Linked DNA regions of Mus musculus: region 2 is linked to region 1. The links are chromatin contacts, called in public Hi-C maps. All regions are on one chromosome and are shown on one strand. Each heading gives the region's core, a stretch centred on a gene start, on an enhancer-like site or on the middle of the called end of the contact. The rest is flanking DNA. Distances are from core to core; before and after follow the strand shown.

The links. Hi-C and Micro-C count contacts between places; a contact is called where the count stands out from the background.
Region 2: a contact with region 1 is called in a Hi-C map of liver, with 1.8 times the contacts expected there. The contact joins two enhancer-like sites. A contact is called at or near these places in 7 of 484 Hi-C or Micro-C datasets (ECoMG myeloid progenitors, embryonic stem cells, liver and 3 more) and 1 of 115 datasets of contacts at active chromatin or transcription factors (embryonic stem cells).

Annotation. Positions count from the first base shown.
Region 1 is chr6:6,147,629-6,151,983 of GRCm38.p6, forward strand. The region is part of intron 4 of Slc25a13 (solute carrier family 25 (mitochondrial carrier, adenine nucleotide translocator), member 13); the gene reads right to left. Among named protein-coding and RNA genes, the nearest start is that of Slc25a13, 67 kb to the right of the region's middle. Within about 2 kb of position 2,338, at least 45 of the 459 cell types and tissues checked have an H3K27ac peak or open chromatin away from gene starts, as enhancers often do. A contact at or near this core is called in ECoMG myeloid progenitors and liver, where this site is marked.
Region 2 is chr6:6,279,540-6,283,894 of GRCm38.p6, forward strand. The region is part of intron 1 of Gm20619 (predicted gene 20619); the gene reads left to right. Among named protein-coding and RNA genes, the nearest start is that of Gm20619, 33 kb to the left of the region's middle. Within about 2 kb of position 1,817, at least 38 of the 459 cell types and tissues checked have an H3K27ac peak or open chromatin away from gene starts, as enhancers often do. A contact at or near this core is called in ECoMG myeloid progenitors and liver, where this site is marked.

The DNA.
Region 1 (4,355 bases), core at 1,088-3,587:
CAAGATCTTTTTTGCTACCCAAGTTACTCTTCTCTCAAAACAAAAGTCAGAAAATATGAGAAAATGCAAACAAGCCCCCCACCCCCCAAGTAGGGAAAGGCTTTCTGGAAACAACCTCTGATTGCTTCTCCCTCTTTCCATCTGACTTTTGTCTGGTGAGTTCAGGGACCACAGTCATGAAGTCAGGTGCACAAAACGGAAGCGCCCTGCACTCACCTGACCGTCTGTGAATCCACACACAAATGAAGAGCACACGCTCTCACCCTGTATAACATGCAAGGCTGGGGTCCAGGGTAGGAGAATAAGGTCACTCTCGAGCCTTCCCTGTGTTCAGGGGAAGCTCCAAGTGACCCCAGCACAGTGTGAGTGTGAGTCCCCTTTAAGATCACCACAGTAGACAGAGGTAGTAGAGCTGGGAGGTCAACACGGTGTCTCCAGCTTTTCTCACCAGAGTTACTCATCACTTGTAAAGATGCACATGGTCTTCCAGACATGCAAAGGTGCCATCCTAGACCAGGAAACCTAGAAGAGCTGTAAGGACATGAATGAGAGCCAGTGCCTGCGCTACAAGACAGCCTCGTGGAGGCAGTCAGTCAGGCTGTGCACTGGGCTTCTGCTCCTGAAGACTGTACTCATGACAGCAGGACTGAGTAGGGGAGTCCTCTTGGTTCATCCAATTCCACTGTTGTGTAGATAGATGCCTGGCTGTTTTTATTTCTTCATGTCTCTGATGAATTTCCCATAACACTTTGCTAACTTCTTATAGCACCCGTCTTCCAAAAGTCCTTAGGCTACCATGTCCCATTTGACTTCGTTGACTCAAAAGAGCTGTTAGCCACGCCTACACTTGATAACTGTGTGCTACCCTATGAAAAATCTTAGAACGTGTATATTAATCTGCAGTTCCGTAGTCATTTGGATAGTTTCGTACTGTGCATTTCCCCAGCTGAATTATCTGGAGGTGAATGGCTCAGCAGACCCAAAGCCATCATTTTAATGAGACCTGTAGGGTGATCTATCTGTGGTTTTATCATAAATGTCCACAGGTCATACACACCACCTCGTGCTTGGGGATCAAGATGTCAGTGCTCAGTTGGTCCTTCCACCATGTCCTTGTGATGACATCACAGACTCTAACCTCTGAGACCATATGCCCCAAATGAAACTCTTCTATATCTTGCTTTGATCATAGGGTCTTATCACAGAAATAGAAAAGAAACTAAGACAGCAACAGGTAGGGGAGGAGCTTCCTCATTCTTCTATTACCACTTTTATAAAGACCTTTGCTTTTCAGACATCGCCCTGATATGTAGTGGTATTTTCGTGTGGTCTCAGAACGGAGGCATTGCCTCTATTTTATAGATTAGAAAATAAATTCAGAGAGCTAAAATCAGCTGTGTGGTGGTGGCACATGACTTGGGAGTGGCAGGCAACTAGATCAAAAAAACCCTGTCTCAAAATACAAATAAACAAACAAATAAAAAGAACACACACACAGCAAAGCTAACGTCATCACCCATCCGTAAACAGCTTTTAAACAGCTTGAAAAGAGCTGAGGGAGCCAATCCTCATGCTGCTGTCCTTTTAAAATTCATAGCTAACTCGTGTCTGCTATACTCGCTTCTCCTGCCTTAACCCCTCGCCCTACATGGCTGAAAGTCTGGGTCTGTTGATTTCATGTGAAACGCCCTTCACAGGCTCCTGGGTTTTAACATGTGACTCCAGTTGGTGGTGCTGTTCTGGAAGCTTGTAAAACTTGTGAGAAGTAGAAACTCACTGGAGGAAGTAAATCACTCAGGGTAGGCCTTGGAACTTATACCACAACCTCACTTCCGATCAACCCTCTGCCTCTTCACTGTGGTCACAGTTTATCTAGCCACATCGTGTCCTGCCACACTTTCCTGTCCTGTTCCCTGCTGTAGACTATACCCCCAGAACTGTAGACCAGAGTAACTCTCTCCTCCCTTAACTCTCTTTCAGTCAAGTATGTGGTCACAACAACAAAGGAGGAACACCTGGTGCTTCTCCAGTGGGGCCCCGAGCCCAGATGTCACTGCCAATCTCCCTTGCCAATTTGTCCCTGTGCTGAAAAGAGTGCCATGTATCAAGGAGTTCATTTCTTAACTCTTTTCACCCCAGCCCAGCTCCTTCCATTTCTACTCAGATGTGTAGAGCAAAGCAAGTAGAAGAGGTGCCACACTCCATGGAACCTACAAGGTAACACTGTCCTTAGAGCAGCTTCTACTGGCTTGCATGCCACCCTGAGCTAGCTGCTCCCAGAGCCACTTCAGAGCCCTTCTACTAGAAGCTGTGTTTACAGAGCTGCTGGGGGAACTGGGTGTCTCGCCATGCAGGAATGAATAGGGCAAAAAGCCAATACAATAAATCAATTAGCCTAGCTTACCTATGGAGTGCTTATCTCCACTTGTGATAAGACAATGGGAACAACTGGGCATGGGGACAAAAAGAGCAGAGCTCATGGTGGCTACGTGTGTTTGATTGTGCTGTGTGACATCATCTGCATTTGTCCCTGGTCTGTGAACTTCCCACAACACACTAAAACAACACAAGATGTCTGAACAAATTAGAAACAGAATCCAAACATTTAAAGAGGGCATCGTGAAGGGGTTAATCTTCCTAACAACTTGACTGCCCTTAGAATCACCATGCAGACACACTTTGGGATGTATCACTATCTCAAAGGTGTTTCCAGAAAGGTCTAACTGAAAAGGGGATGACCCACCTTGAATCTGGGTGGCAATGTCCCAGTGGCTGAAGATTCAGACCGAACAAGAAGGGGAAAACCAGTGGAGTGTCAATGTGCAATTATTCGCACAATATGATGAGCTGTCTCATGTTCCTGCTTTGTGCTCCCCTCTCCATGCCTTCCTCATAAGGTCTAATATTTCAAAGTGTAAATAAAGCAGGTGCTTTCTCTCTTCAGTTGCCTTCTATTGGATATGTGGTCATAGCAACAAGAAAACTGATACACACACGTTGGCCATCTCCTTTAAAGCACAACTTCCATGCTCAAAGAGCTCCAGGCTTGTTTCTAAGCAAGAGTGGAGCAGGGTTGCAGGAACCTTTATCAGAAGCCATCACAGAACCTCTCCAGAACCTCACTAAAAAACTCTTTTAAAATGAGTTTACTCCAGCCTCAGAATTTCCAGGTCTTTGTCTTCTATACTTAGATTTCGGGGTTTTCTGTAGCTTTGCAGCAAACTTTGATGAAGATGCTCCTGCCTTTTCATATTAAAGGCTGCCACTGGACAAGCTCCATGTGCACAACAGATGGAAAGAACCAGTTCAAAGCTCAAGGGATCCGGAACCATGCAACCGAAAGCAGCAAACTGTTCCATGAAGACCAGGCGACCACAAGAAGTACTGGGAGTGTGGGAACCTCTGGTGTGGGTGGCCTATAACCGCCATTGCCCCAGGCAGTGGAAAGCATGGTTCACAGAGAGAGAAAAGGGGACACAAGTCCTTTCTAGTGGTCACCCTCTGCGACTGTCCAAGGAGTCTACCTAACTAAAACAGAGTATGAAAGCTAAACCAGAGCAGAGTCCATCCTCTGCAAAGAGAAGATATGTGAGCCATAGCCCCAAATGCAGTTCAGTTCAAAGGGACATGCTAACTTCTTCAAGGAATGTGTGGGCCAGCCACGCCACAAGCCCTTTGATCTACCGTGGTGTCCTGCCTTCGAGATAGGCTAGGGCAACGGTGGCACAAAGCTTGTGGGAGTGACCGACTAATAACTGCTTTGACTTAAGGTTCATTCCGAGATATGGAACCCATATTCAACACTGCTTGTGAGACAAAAAAGCCTGAGAATAGATGTCCCAGTGACTTAGGGTAAAACCAAACCACTGTTCTAAAAAAAAAAAAAAAAACTAGTGAAATGACAAAGTGACTCTTGACCCCTAATGACAATCATGTTATACCCATAGGTCAGTCAGTGCCTTGCTCAACCATCATCAGAGAAGTTTCCTCCTGTTGCGCATGGGAACAAATACAGAGACCTACAGCCAGACCATGTGCAGAGTGAGAGGCCTTGGAACACTCAGCTCTAAATGCTATGTCTCCATCAAACCCGTCCCCACAGGGCTCCGAGAACACGGAGGAAGAGGGGGCTTAAGAGTCAGAGGGGACCGAGGACACTGAGAAAACAATGCCCTCTAAATCAACATGGTTAGAGCTCATGTGAGGTGAGGTCAGAGACTGAGGCAGCATGTGTGTATGTGTGTGTGTGTGTGTGTGTGTGTGTGTATGTGTGTGTGTACATATATGTGTGTGAATGTATGTATATATATGTGTGTGTGTATAGATATAGATATAGATATAGATATAGATATAGA
Region 2 (4,355 bases), core at 567-3,066, 130 kb after region 1:
GTGGAGGAGGAGGAACCAGGTTTTGGTTCTTTATGTGGTTGGTGGCTCTCAACTGTCTATAACTCCAGTTCCAGCAGATCTGACACTCCTTCTGACTCTGAGGGCTCCTGCACACTCATGGTGCACATATGCCTACCTTGCCACACCCACACGTGTTCTTTCTCTATTGTTCCCTTGCTCATCCTGACCTCCGCCTGAAGTTCCACTTCTCTGGCCCTTCCTGTAACTTAAAGTCAGGGCTAGTGAGAGGTTAAGGACATCTAGCCTTGCCTATACCTGTGCACACGTGGATGCAGTCCCTGCAGAGGCCAGAAGAGGGCATCAGAGGCCCTAGAACTGCAGTTACAGATAGTTGTGATCTACCGTGGGTGCTGGGGATAGAACCTGGGTTCTTTGGAAGAGAGAGCTAAGCTGCTAACTCATTTTCTCCAGCCCCCTCGTACAATATTCTTAAATCACTGATTTGGAGAGATTGTTTGGAATGAAATTTCTGTCTCCGAAGTTTATTTACTGTGTGAATGAAAGATGGACCGTTCAATCTACTTGGGGAGGCAAACAGATCTGTGCCAGGTATCACCAGAACTTCTACTAGGACAGTTCTCTGCCAGGTCATTGTGATTTTAAGAACTGTAAGAAAACTGATGTGTGGCCACCCATGAGTCACTGAAGGCTTGGTTCTGAAATGTCAGAGAGATGGCTTTAGCCCTCAGAGTCTTTCATGAGGAGAGACCCGCATTTGGGAGGCTCAGAGAGGAGTCACACTGACTGAGAGGCTGTGTGAAATTTCGAGATGACTTTGATGAGGGCAGGTTGGTCTGGGCTGAGAGGCTTAACAAAGCCAGGGTACAGAGGAAAGGTGCTGTGGTAATAGTCTATTTTCTTCTCAAACCCCTGTAGTGGCTATATAGCCTGCTCACAGGATCTAGGTCCCGTGTCACTGGAAACTGCCAACAGAGAGAGGAAAGACAGAAGCAGCTGCTTAAAAGCCAAGCACGGGGTTTGGAAGTTGTCTCTAAGATGGCAACAGGCTCTTGGGATCAGACAAATCAGCTCCTTTGGAGAAAAAAGCCTTCTGCTCAGACACGGCAGGGATAAAATACCGAGGAGGAACGTCATAGCTCAGAGCGCAAGTGTGACTATTTCCCCACCAGCCCAACCCACTGCTCAAGGTGATAACCCTGACTCCCCTGTTGTGATCACTGGCAAGGGAGGGCTGTACTGTTATCCTCTGTCCTTAGTAAAGTTGTCCTGGACTCAGTCTGGAATCTTGCTGGACCTCTGACTCCATCTTGAGTGGTCCGTGGAGCATCGTTAGCCGAACTGGGTTTCTTGTGGTCAAGGAAGATACAAAATTGCTGGTGGGGTGGCCACGTCAAGGCCTGGCTTGTACAGGGGACCTTCTCTCACCAGGAACCACGGGAGGCCTGACCCCGGTGCAAGGCCACATGGAAAAGCTGGCAAAACAGCCTGCCATCGGCAGAGCACAGGAAGCGGTTTGCTCTGTGGCTACACCACCCATGTGTTACACAATGTGATACGACGGGGGAGAAGTGGCTTTCTTCCTCTTCCAAATTAAAATAGCCTTTCCTTAACGAATTAATTTTTCCTTAAATTCAAGTTTTTTTTTTCCTTCCAAGTATGAAGAATGATCTAGAGAAACTTGCCTGTTGGCTGGCGAAATAAACAACGTACTAAGGGGGGGGGGGGACATGGATACGTTGACATTTCTTTCCCTCAGCGCTGAGGGTACACAGAGACAGACAGCTTGTTTCATACTGGTCAGGAGCATGTGGCTTGCTGGTCAGGGGACAGGCCAGGGAGTCAGAAAGTCTGGGTTGTATTCCCAGCTCTGGCACCACCTCACTGGGTGACCCTGACCAGTGGCTGCACCCTCAGCGTCTGTATCCAGAAAACAGGGATTTAATGACAACCCCTAGAAAGGAATGTTTGAACAGTTCCTAGGCATATGAGGCTCGATATTTTGAGGTCTCAGGCAAGCAAAGAGGACAAAAATTCCAAGATGAATTTTTTACACAGGGAAGCCTGGTTGAGAGCTCTTTAGCAACAATTGGGGCAGAGAGTGTGATAAATCCCCGGGACTGTTATAGGTAGCCTTTGATACATGGATTTAAAAACTCTCACATCTCTGAAGCCACCTTGCCACCTCCCAAAATTTCATACTGTTGGAGCTGTTGAGTTTACTGGAAAACAATTTAAAATTAAATTCCACGGCGGTGACTCCTCTCCAGCCAGGCACTAAATACTAAGGTGAAAATCTTTTGTGACAGTTAACACGATGGCTTTTCTGGGTCTTGGATTAGATATTTTAAAGATTTGTAATTTAATGTGCTGTCTCTTGTATGAACTCGAAGAAGCCACAATGTAGATATTTTTCAATTGGAAGAGGAATATTTTGGATTTGAGAGTAGGACATTTGTCTTTTGGCAGAGCCAACCTTTTATTTGTCCCATAAGGATTTCTGTGTGTGTGTGTGTGCATGTGAGTGTGTGTGTGCATGTGTGTGTGTGCATGTGAGTGTGTGCGTGTGTGTGTGTGTGCGCGTGTGTGCGTGTGTGTGTGTGCATGTGAGTGTGTGCGTGTGTGTGTGCGTGTGCATGTGAGTGTGTGTGAGTGTGTGTGCGTGTGTGTGTGCATGTGAGTGTGAGTGTGTGTGCGTGCGTGTGTGTGTGCATGTGAGTGTGAGTGTGTGTGTGTGCATGTGAGTGTGAGTGTGTGTGCGTGCGTGTGTGCGTGTGTGCGTGTGCCTGTGAGTGTGTGTGCATGTGAGTGTGTGTGCGTGCGTGTGTGTGCATGTGAGTGTGTGTGAGTGTGTGTGTGCGCATGTGAGTGTGAGTGTGTGTGTGCGTGTGAGTGTGTGTGTGAGTGTGTGAGTGTGTGTGTGAGTGTGTGTGTGTGTGAGTGTGAGTGAGTGTGTGTGTGCGTGTGTGTGTGTGCGTGTGAGTGTGTGTGAGTGTGTGTGTGTGTGTGTGTGAGTGTGTGTGTGTGTGCATGTGTGTGTGTGTGTGTGTGTGTGTGTGTGAGTGTGTGTGTGTGTGTGTGTGTGTGTGTGTGTGTGTAGAGATGAATGATGCCATACAGACCATAACCATGTGTTGAGATGGCCTATAAGGCTCCAGACACCAAGCCTGACAATCTACATCCAATTACCAGGACACATATGGGGAAGGAGAGAACTGTCTCCTTCAAAATTGTCCTGTTACCTCACATGATACACATCATAGCTTGCCCCCATCCCATACGTGTCATTCCTACACACACAAACACCCCCCCCACACACACACCCCAGAAATAAAAGCATGATAATAATAAAAATGTTAAAAGCCACAGTTAACAGAGCAGAAGTGGGGTAGGATCCTGATCCTGGCAAGTCGGCTCCAGTGGATACCAACTCTTGGCTTACAAATCTGTTTTGTAGCTGAGGGGTTATTCCACGTTTTTCCTTCTATATCTATCTGGATATCATCTGTCTATATCAATTATCTACAAATCAAAGTCATTTCATGTACAAGAATCTGTGGGTGGAAGAGGGAGGCAGAATTGGGACTTATTTACAGCCAAGCCAAGCGGGTTAGTGGCTCCTGTGCTGGGTTGAGGGATGCCTATTTTGGGTTTTGGTCATTAAAAAAAGAAGACCTTGAAAGTTTGGATGAAAACCACTCTGTAATGCTCGCTTTGATGTGCCTTGCTCTGTGCCCACATGCACTCTGTGGACCCCGGTCGGCTCAAGCATTCCATCCTCATCTGTCCTCTAACTTAAAACTGACTCTACTTATCATGGATTCTTTTCTTCATGTAAGGAGTCCATTCGAAAAAAAATAAAACCTTGTTAAAAAATAGTTTCAATAGTTAGGAGTTACTTTAACCTGAATGGAAATAGCTGTTTAAAATAATGAAAATAAAACCATGCTTACTTAAAAACATTACATATCATACAAAATATAAGGATGCTTCACCTCCTGTACAGTCCTAGCTACTGAGTATGGTTACACACTAGAGTCCTAGCTACTGAGTATGGTTACACAGTACTGTCCTAGCTACTGAGTATGGTTACACAGTACTGTCCTAGCTACTGAGTATGGTTACACACTACAGTCCTGGCTACTGAGTATGGTTACACACTACAGTCCTAGCTACTGAGTATGGTTACACACTACAGTCCTGGCTACTGAGTATAGTTACACACTACAGTCCTGGCTACTGAGTATCTTTACACAGTACAGTCCTAGCTACTGAGTATGGTTACACAGTACTGTCCTAGCTACTGAGTATGGTTACACAGTACTGTCCTAGCTACTGAGTATGGTTACACACTACAGTCCTGGCTACTGAGTATG